Regions from separate parts of the Zea mays genome. Here region 2 is linked to region 1. Evidence: chromatin contacts called from public Hi-C data. All regions are on one chromosome and are shown on one strand. Each heading gives the region's core, a stretch centred on a gene start, on an enhancer-like site or on the middle of the called end of the contact. The rest is flanking DNA. Distances are from core to core; before and after follow the strand shown.

What was found. A called contact is a pair of places that touch in the nucleus more often than the background predicts.
Region 2: a contact with region 1 is called in a Hi-C map of ear, with 2.3 times the contacts expected there. The contact joins the promoter of LOC100280297 here to the enhancer-like site in region 1. A contact is called at or near these places in 4 of 25 Hi-C or Micro-C datasets (ear, endosperm and leaf).

Annotation. Positions count from the first base shown.
Region 1 is chr8:124,587,108-124,592,317 of Zm-B73-REFERENCE-NAM-5.0, reverse strand. No RefSeq gene overlaps it. Among protein-coding and RNA genes, the nearest start is that of LOC100278747, 42 kb to the right of the region's middle. Within about 2 kb of position 2,652, at least 17 of the 20 cell types and tissues checked have an H3K27ac peak or open chromatin away from gene starts, as enhancers often do. A contact at or near this core is called in ear, endosperm and leaf, where this site is marked.
Region 2 is chr8:124,674,225-124,679,434 of Zm-B73-REFERENCE-NAM-5.0, reverse strand. LOC100280297 reads right to left here and starts at 3,075. Exons shown (of 3, transcript NM_001153224.1): 1 at 2,619-3,075; 2 at 1,577-2,487; 3 at 491-1,473. The coding sequence starts at 2,950. The coding sequence ends at 815.

The DNA.
Region 1 (5,210 bases), core at 1,403-3,902:
GGGTGAGTAAAAGCAGATGGCAAGGAAGCGTGCCAAATAAACTGGTGGTGAGCTCTTATTTATACACCTAGTGCGTTGAAAACTGGAGGGTCCCGCTTGTCAAAGACTGTTGCTATTCTAGCAAAGGGAAGATGTTTTTTCGGACCTTCGGCTTAAAGCCTTCGTCCATATCACAATATGAATTTATCATTCCAGCAAATTAATATTGCGAGGGGCTACTGTTGGGGGCCTTCGGCTTCCGAAGGTCCTCAAAAACATGATTTGACAATGTTTTCCAAGTAAAATATGTGAACAGGTATCTTCGGAATTGAGCCACGAGAATACAAGAATATGGTCAAGACGAAGCTCGAGTAGGACGGAAGGCGATCATGACGAAGGATAAGATGATCACGAAGCTATGCGCAGAAAGAGCTTCGGCATGACAGCAGAAAAGGGGAACCGACTTATATGATGAAAAGCCAAATTAGACCTCGAGGAGTCACTATAGAGTTATTGATAAATGTAAAGGGCATTAATGTAATTCTCCACGGGCTGTGTCCTGTGCCTATAAATAGATGAACAGTACTCCCGTACTGTTCACGCTGATCTGGCATTTGCTTTTCGCATCACGCCTGCACCTTTACTTTTCGACAATTCGAAGGTACATTTATAATTTGTTATTATGACTCTGATAATACAAAATAAAAATAAGTTGATGATAATATTTGCATTATTATTCGTATTTCATGTATGTATTCTTCTTCATCATCCGTAGAACTTACGAAGGACTCTTCCTTCATAACCTTCGTCCGGAATTCATTATATCCGAAGGGATAGAATGTCTTGAAAGGACGAAGGACTTTAATATTTAACACTTTTTATGTTGGCTTGTTCTTAATTCGAAGCATTTGAGAACGAGTCTCCAACAGTCCCTTAAATTCTCTGCCTTGGTAATTAAACATAGAAAAGGAAAACATTAGTAGATCAAGGGAGGGTCAAATTTTGTGATCCTTTATGCGTAGAATGGAGTTAATAACAAAATGTGACTCTCACATTACATGGACTAATCTCTCCTTATTGCACCTAGATGGTTAGAGAGGGTGTGAATATCCTATAAAAATTATACTATAACCTCGCAAGACATTTGAGAAAAGTTTGATCAATACAAAAATGGTGTTGAAGCAACTACTCCTAATTCGCTCTATGCAATCCTTTAAATAATTCTAGTAGTTTGATCTTTAGTTTATATTGACCAATGCAAGCTACTTACTTAGAAAGAGATATTAATCAACATTTACTGCTAGTTATGATCTACATAAGGCTAGTTGAGCAAATATCATGCAAAAGGACATAAATGTACTTACAAGAGTAAGTATAGTGAGCAAACCATACGAGGCAAGAAATGACATGAGATACATCTCCGATATTTAGTTGCTTATCGGTAATCTACGTCCTCGTTTGTGGCAAGTCTAGGCTAGATGATTCACACGCTAATTAGTATCACACGCCAATCTCACAAATAGTGCTCCATAAGAACCACACTGAAGAGGCGCTCCAGTTAGCCACTTTTTCACTAAAGTTGCTCTTCGCAAGTCTTCCATCGGGAATGAGCACATGATCCCCTTACAAATGATGATCAAAGCCTACAATAATATCCAATGACCACTCAATGATCCCACAAACTCTGAGCCATCCTAGGTGATGACAATCACCAATAGTAATAAGAGCATGACTAGCCCAAGTCACTCCACTATTGTCACGATATGCAACATGTTTGGTTTGAGGAATAAGATAGTCCACCATATTCTCACCCCTCACTTTCTTGTTTGGTTTGTGAAATGGAATGAGTTGATTCGTTACTATTTAATTCTCCGTAGCTAATAATTAGTAATAATTTGAGGAAAGAGTTCATTACACCAAATTTGTGAAGTGGACTCATAATGCATTACCTTATCGCATTGGTTCTTCAAACCAAATACTTGTAGAGAGGAGTTAGAGGACTATCTAGCTCGCTGGAGATGGCAACGTTGCACGATGCAACTGCCGGCGGCATTTCTGATCTACCCCGTGCCGCCGCCACCGCTATTTTGCAGGCAGCGCAAGGAGAGCGAGAAAAGGTCTACTTTGGATCAAAGGATAATTTTCTGGATCCTACGTTTTCCCTATATTTTTGTACTACCGATTCCTGTGAAATTACTATACCGTTTCTATAAATTTCCTACGTTCGTTCTAAAGTAGTCCTAATACGGTCCGGGCGTCATTGCGTCATGACGCCTCACCTACTACTAGCTAGCAGCTAGCCTTTCCCACGGCCGGCCACTGAGCCGGTGCGCGCGGCAGTTGCAGTCTGTCTGTTGGATTGCATACTTTGCGTTGCATTGCATGGATGGCCATACCGGCGACGCCCGTTGCGCTCGTGTTTCTGGAATATGAATACCACGGAGCCAGAGCATGACTCCAGGCCAGCATCTGCTGCGCCGTACGTCCCGCACGAATCGCATCCAAGTGGTCGAGTCAAAAAAGCGGCCGCGCGAGAGCACGCAACGCAACTAGTACGTGTGCATGCATCCCGCTCCCGGCAACGCTTGCTTGGCTGGTTGGCGCTGCCGATGTGCGCCACGATTTCCAGATCACGCCCCGCGCGCTTTCCGGCTGACACGACGCGAGGCAGCTCGATCGCCTAGCTAGTGCGCGGGCGCATGCATGGTGGCTGGCCCTATACGGCACGGCTACTACGCCTGCTAGCTCGATCGTCGCGTCGCGTCGCGTCATACAAAAAAATCGGCACGAAATAATACGAATCATCTGTCCTGCTGCTGCCATGTCTCGAGCTACTCCGATTGCATGCATTTTCGTTGAAAGCGACACCGTGCCAGTGCCAGCCCAAGATCAAGGTTCTCTATTCTGTGCCGCAGACTTGTTTTCCACCCCTACCAGCGATCTTGCGTACGAAGCGAACAAACTGTACTCTTGCGTACAAAACGAACACACTTGGGACCGTCCGCGCGCGCGGCTGCCAATAATGGCATGGCCACGGCATGCATGCAAGCACGCGGCACCGCGCGGGCCACGGCCGGCGGAAAGTACGTGTAGACGACGACAGAGAGGGGGGCCTCAGCCCTCAGCCAGCGCGGGGGGCGACGACCGATCACGTCCTGAGTCCCCACCCGGTGACATGTCGGGACATTCCTTTTGGCTGCCCCTCCCCTGCGCCGCGGCCGGCACATGGCTGCCACCCGCCCGGCCGGTGTGCCCCAGCTTACTCACTCCCCAGTCCCAACTCCCAAGCCTCGCTCCTCTCCTCCGTGCGCGTGGCTGGGGGCTCCAGCGAGTATGATGAACTGACCGTGCCCATCGTCCGTGCGTGCGGTCGCTGTCCGTGGCCCGCCTTTGCAAAAGGCGGAGCCGGCAGGGCATCTGCGGCCGTGGCCTCTCAACGTGCGCGCCCGCCCGCGTACGCCCTCGTCTGTCTTCCTAAAGCCTCACGAGCCCTATCCGCTCCCACGTCAATCAACCAACCCGTCTCGTCCATGCGTTCATTGCAGCTCTGTGTGCCGCTGCATGCTTCGCTGTTCGATCGAGGGCGTGGTGGCCACGGCGGCGGCGGCGTCAGTCATCACACAGCACTCCAGCGGATAGGAGCAGCAGCCGCTTAGACATGGACCTGCTCTCCATATCTCCTAGATATGAAGGAGTAGGTGCACGCAGGGGGTATCAGTATCAATGTCCCTGGCCGCTCGCGTTATATGCTCGTGCCCCGCTCTTCTTTCGTCGATCGTCTACTACTGACAGGACTGGCTCATCAGAACCTTTCCAACACGCAGTAGGACTGAAAGAAAAATGTGGCAATAAAAGAAAACGCGGAACATAGTATACTCACGAAACTGACCTAGAGATCGGTCAACCGACATTAATTTTAGGTGATGTTTGCTTCACAAGTTAATTTATAACGTACTGGATAACTGATAACATTAAACTATGTTTATTTAAGTCTAACCGTAATCAAGTACCACCCTAAGAATTGATATCATACCAGCCTATTCAAACTTATTACCGCGAGTGTGAATTGCTATTTACGTTACATTTTGTTACTCACCGATAGACCCTTGAGCATCTTTTGTGAAGATGCATCGAAGAGAATCACGTGGATGTTGTTCTAGGATCCTCAGAACCAGCAAAAACACCGTGAAATCCCTCTAGGAGACGTGACGAACAACAAAGTAGAGTACAACAAGAGGATAAAAGAGATTGTTGGATAGAAGATCTCTAGCGGAAGGTCCATATTAACAAAAAGTCATTATTTTTACATATTTTTTAAGGAAAGTACCTTTAAACCGTTGAATTAAGCAGAGCTTCGAACTAACCGACAACACTAACTTGGTCGAAGACGAGAGAAAGACAAAGCCCAATCGTCGTCGAAAAAATTAGAGGGGAGAAGTTACAAAGAGGGAAGAAAATACGTGCATGACACACCTCTTCTGTAAAAATACATGATTACACATCTCCAATTACGTGGAACCATTGTATAGGATAAATGGTAGTCTTGTAATTCCATACAAAAATACACTTGACCTTGTAAATAGATGAATAATGCCACAGCTATAGCGACCATCTATTTTGTACTCTCGCGCATGTAGCCACTTCTCCCGAGAGAACTCCCGAAGGTATAATAATAAGAACAAAGATTTGCTATGTGTGTGTTTCTTTTTTTGATTTGTTATAGAATGAAGTTATACTTCATGAAGGAATGAGAAATGAAGTGAAGTGTTAAGTGAACAATTACCTTCGGTTTATATCTTGATTGCACTGACCCTTATCGAATAATGAAGTGATCTTAAGTACCAATACTTCATGTCTTTTATCTGACCTCCCCAAATTGCACCTTCGAAAAGGGGATGCTATAACTTGATAATCATGTTGTTTAGTTGTGTTTCTTTATAGAATATCAATAGATCCACAACATTTGGCGCCCACCTCTGATGATCTCATCGGCGACCACGATCATGCCCCCCACGAAAGGAGAAGGAAAGAGTTGTTAGTGCAATCAGTTGCAGTAACAACTTTGAAATGCAGGACTATGCACCACTTCGAAGAGCAAGACTATGATGAAGTTGTCAATCTATACGAAGCTAGCACACAAAGGCAAGAGAAGAGAGAAAACCTAGAGCTACAGATTGAGCAAGATGTTGATGCAAAAATTGAGGGACTTTGAAGAGTAAAATATGCTTCGG
Region 2 (5,210 bases), core at 1,826-4,325, 87 kb before region 1:
ATTTTCCCACGAGTTTTTCATTTTTCAAAGGAAAATTAGTTTATTTTTATTTGGAAAATTAGAAATCCCATAGAAAAATTGGGCTGCCAAACTAGCTCTGAGAGAAGGAAGGGTGACGGATCAGGATTGACTCTGATGAACGCTGAATTATGGGTCTTAGCCTCGTAGGGCAATATAAAAATATGACGTGCCTCCTGCCCTCCTCTAGTACAGTACTTAACAGGCGATTAAGCTTATGGAGTATCATATAGACGCGCCTGCAGATCACAGGAGGATCGAACCCATGCATGCCGCTCGAGTGACCATGCATTTTCCATGCTCCAGATTGCGGGTGTACGTGTTCCACGCACAGCAGACAGCACCCTCAATGCAAGGAATTAATTAACCTCTATCTACCCTGCAAACTACTCCATGTACGGTCTCTTAGCCATGTCTGGAGGAGATAAGCTCAGAGCAGCAATCAACGTCTAAACACAACATGCCAAAATCTGTCAAAAAAACAAAAGGGCCACTCACTACTACGTACTCCAACTTTATTACAAAACCACATAAAAGAAAATAAAAAGAAACAAAAGCTAGCTCACATGATATCACGACGCGTACAATACTTAATAAGCTACCACACACCCGATGATTACCCAGCTAGATAATCATTCGATCGTAGCCATGCATGCATACATGCACACGGATAGATCAGCTATCACAATCGATCGACCACAAGATCGAGTCTCTCTCTCCCACGAACAACAACGACGGTTCCGGAATTAGCCAGCTAATTAATTAAAGTTCACTAGTATATCTCGACGGACGACGATCAGGCGACGACCGCCCCTCCTCCATTATTGCTGCCGGCGGCGGCGGCGGGCTTCTTGGCGGCGGCGTCGCTGCTCCACTGCTTACCGCCGCCGGGGCTCCACTTGGGGCACTTGGGGCTCACGTAGCTGGCCTGCACCCGCCCGTCCAGCAGCTCCACCACGGGGCCCGGGTGCACGCACCGCGGCACCTTGTACTGGTTGATGGAGGCGCCGCGGGCGAGCGCGTAGTCCATGAGCCTGTCGAACGTGCCGTCCGACACCACCCGGATCTCCAGCGGCCCGATGGAGCGGTCGGCGGCGCGGCCCTGCCGGTACACGCTGTTCAGGGCCTCCTCCACGGCCAGGCAGCAGTCCTCGAACACCGACGCCGGCACCGGCACCGGCACGTCCCCCGCGCGGAGCCGCAGCTCCCAGAACAGCACGTAGTGGCCCGGGATGGTCCCCGCGTCCGCGTAGCTCGTGTACTCCACCAGCGACGCGCCGAACGGCGCCAGGTGCTGCACCGCGCCGCTCACCGCCGCGTGAAGCTCCGCCTCGTCGGTCTTGTCGGAGTCGATGCTCAGCACCACGTTCTTCCGCCGCAGGAACTTGAACATGGGCGCCTGGTTCTTGAACCCGGCCACGCGCAGCACGTCGCCCACGCGGTAGCGGTACAGACCTGCAGTTGCACGGCGTGCGTGCGTGTACGTTCGTTAGCTAGCTAGCTAGTGTCACTGACTCATCAGCTAGCAGCTGTTCCATTTCATCACCCGCACCCGCACCTGAGTAGGTGGTGACGACGAGCTCGTACTCGTGCCCGAGCTTGACGTCGACGAGGTCCACGAGGTCGCGATGGTCGGGATCGGCGTCGTCGGTGCCGCCGGGGCCGGGCTGTGGCAAGGGCAGGAACTCGAAGTAGCACATTGTGGGGATGAGGGTGTACGCGACCTCGCTGGGCTTGCACATGGGGTTGAGGTTGATGCCGAAGTAGCTCTCGGAGGACGCGTACATGGTGCAGGTGAGCGGCAGCCCGCCGCCGTAGAACTCGAGCGTGGGGATGTACTGCGCCATGGCGCCGGTGACGATGACGTCGATGTACTTGGTGCCGGGCCACACCCTCCGGATGATCCCCTGCCACGACGGCCTGGCGCACTCGGCCTCGACGGCGTCGGCGAGCGCCGGGTCGGCGCGGAGCACCCGCGCCACGGCGGCGCGCACGGAGCGGTCGGTCACCTCGGCACCGAGCGCGCCCCTGCGGAGGTCCCGGCACAGGCGCTGCCAGTGCTTCTCCAGGAAGCGGATGGCGCGGAGGAAGCCCGACGCGAAGACGGCGCCCACGCGGAGCACGTCGGCGCGGTGCACCAGGCCGCACAGCAGCTGCGCGTACATGCTCTGGTACGCGTCCACGCAGAGGACGGCCTCGTCGGGGCTGGTGTGCACGGTGTAGGGGTCGTGCGGGCGCTCCAGGAAGTGGCGGCTCCGGTAGAAGCTCGTCAGCACGGGGCGCGCCGGGTGGCCGCCCGGCGTGCGCGACTCCGCCTTCACGAAGTAGAGGTACATGCACCTGCCCCTGTCCAGCCCCGGCACGGCCTGGCTCATCACCGGCATCAGCAGGCTGTACAGCAGCGACCGCCGGTCCATCTCGTCGGCTATCGCCGGCATCAGCTTGCGCTCCCCTCCGGACGTGCCGGAGCTGCCACCATCATCGCACGTACGGGTACGGCCATTATTACTATCACTCTTCACGCGCGCGTGCGACGTCGACATGCACATACACACACTACAGACCTCCTCACACGGCACGGGGCAGGCAGGCTGGCTCACCTGGTGAGGAACTCGCGGATGGGCTTGCCGGAGAGGATGGGCGACGTGTCCCCGTTGGCGATGCGCAGCACGTCGGGCAGGATGTCCTCGTAGGTGACGAGCGGCGCGGCGCGGCGGAACGCCTCCACGGCGCCCGGCGCGGCGCCCGAGACGCCCAGCCGCCGCAGGTACTCCGCCGGCGCGTTCTGCGCCAGGATCTCCGACAGGACGCGGCGCTGCACCTGGGCCGCCCCCGCCGTCACGCGCTCGATGTACTCGAGCAGGTCGCGGTGAGTCGCGGGCGGCGCCGCCGCCGCCGTGTCTCGCATTGTGACGACCGGCGCCTCCGGCATGCCTATGGTGCTGTGTCTTGTAGCTACTAACTACCTCGTAAGCTCTCCTCGATTCCCTCTCGCCGTGTAGAGTGCTGCCAGGTGATTAGTGGCTCAAGGCTGGCAAGTGCGATCTGGAGCTCGCGTGTGTTCTTGTGTGACAGGAGCGAGGTGTGGGTGCGCGATATTTATAGATGGGCAGCGGCAGGGCCGGGGGCTCGGGCTCGTCGTCTCTGCTCCGTGCTGCCGCTGTTCGTGTCTCGTAGCGCCTGTCCCCGTGCGTACCAAATGGAATATATATATATATATATCGCTTTGGGCCAACCCCCCCCCCCCCCCCCCCCCCCCCCCGAGATTATATTCTGGATAATGTGCATTACAGAGCGTGTGTTTGTTTCGGAAAAAGAAATCACTCACTCACTCACTCCCACGTACTGTGTGTACTGACCAAGAAGTGCTTTTAATAATTAATTATGACGACAATATGTGATGAAGCTGATGGACGTGTGTTGGTTCGACGCGCACGGAAGAAGGCGTGGTTTCTATGATGATGAGTCACGTAAATGACGTGCAGGGCCCCAACAAGTAGCGAAACCGTTCGGTTCCGGCGCGATTCAGACACACGATCTGCGTGATCTGATCTGTGTGTGATCATGAGAAGAAGAAGAAGATCGATATCGACGGAGAGTGGCAAGAACTGCCATAGACTCCATCAGAACCGGCTCTGAGGGTATGCAGGGTATGCGACTGCTCATGTCCCCAAGATCAGTAGGGTCTCTATTTATCCAGATTATGTCCAAATACATATACGTTACATCAGGGCCGTGCACACGCATATACACCCTGTACGCCCGAATAGGGCCTCCATTTTTTGGGGGCCAAATATCTCGCCCATTAGTAATACTAATTAGGTTTAGTCATTAGCATTTGTTATTTATCAATTTTGGAGATTCCGGTGGGCTGCTCGGCTGCTCTAGCACCCACTATTGGCCAGGCAACGGCATGCATCTGGCTTCTGCCTTCTACGGTCTTCGCTGCTGGCTTCTGCCTTCTACAGGCGACCAAATTTTTTGCTTTTTGACCCTCCCTCGGAAAAAAATTCACGTTTGGACCTTAGAAAATTTTAATGTCATTTTTGACCCTTTGCTCGGCGCCATAGCCTATGGCGCCGAGGTAACACAGCTTGGCGCCATAGGCTATGATGCCGAGGTACGTGTTGCGTTGGCACAAACGGATGCCGTGGCGTCGACGTGGCACCGAGCTCGGCGCCATAGATCTTGGCGCCGAGTTCACTTCTATACACAAAGCTGGTCTAGCTTAGTTGGTAAAAATAAGGCTCTTAACATTGTGGTTGTGGGTTTGAACCCTATGGTAGGTGTTTTTTAATAATACCTTTTGTCTTTGTCACTTATTTGTTTTTTTTACAGATTTTTCGTTTATGGCTCATGTTAAAGAGTGCCGAGATTTTCTTGATCGCAGGGATGCGATGCATCGGTGCTGATACAAGGTAACGGTACCGAGAGGACGGATCCTGCAAACCTCTCGCTTGGTGGGTTCAATGTCATCGATGCAGCAAAGAGGTTGCTTGAAGCTGTGTGCCCTGCGACTGTTTCTTGCAGCGACATTGTCGTCCTCGCCGCAAGAGATGCTGTTGTATTTGTAAGTAACAGTCCAACCAGATCAAACCTCTTGGCTTTTTTTTCTATGCTAATAATGTACTCAAAACTGTATGTACGCTCCAATAGCTACCTTGGTGCTGAACTTGAACATGGAACATCTCGTACAAACAATAGTACCAATCTTAACTACCTAGCTGAACATAGGCCAACACAGAATCTCGCTAATAAATGCTTAAGGGATTAAATCTCTACGCCATCAATGATTGATTGTTTCTGGCCCCACACATATATATGGTACGTTGGGAGTGTGACCAAACATCTGCATGATATAGATTGCATACTAGGATTAGCTCAGTTCTGTACACAAAGCTAGTCTAGCTTAGTTGGTAAAAATAAGGCTCTTAACCTTGTGGTTGTGGGTTTGAACCCCATGGTGGATGTTTTTTAATACCTTTTGTTTGTCACTTATTTGTTTTTTTGTACAGATTTTTCGTTTATGTCACTAATTTGTCTGTCCAAAATTATTTCTCATCTAGATTTTTTTGTTTTGTGACTGATTTGTTTATTCGTCCAGTTTTTTTGTTCGCTGACTGATTTGTTTTTGCTCGCCGGATAAAAAAATCTTGACGAATACCTTTTGTTTGTCACTTATTTGTTTTTTT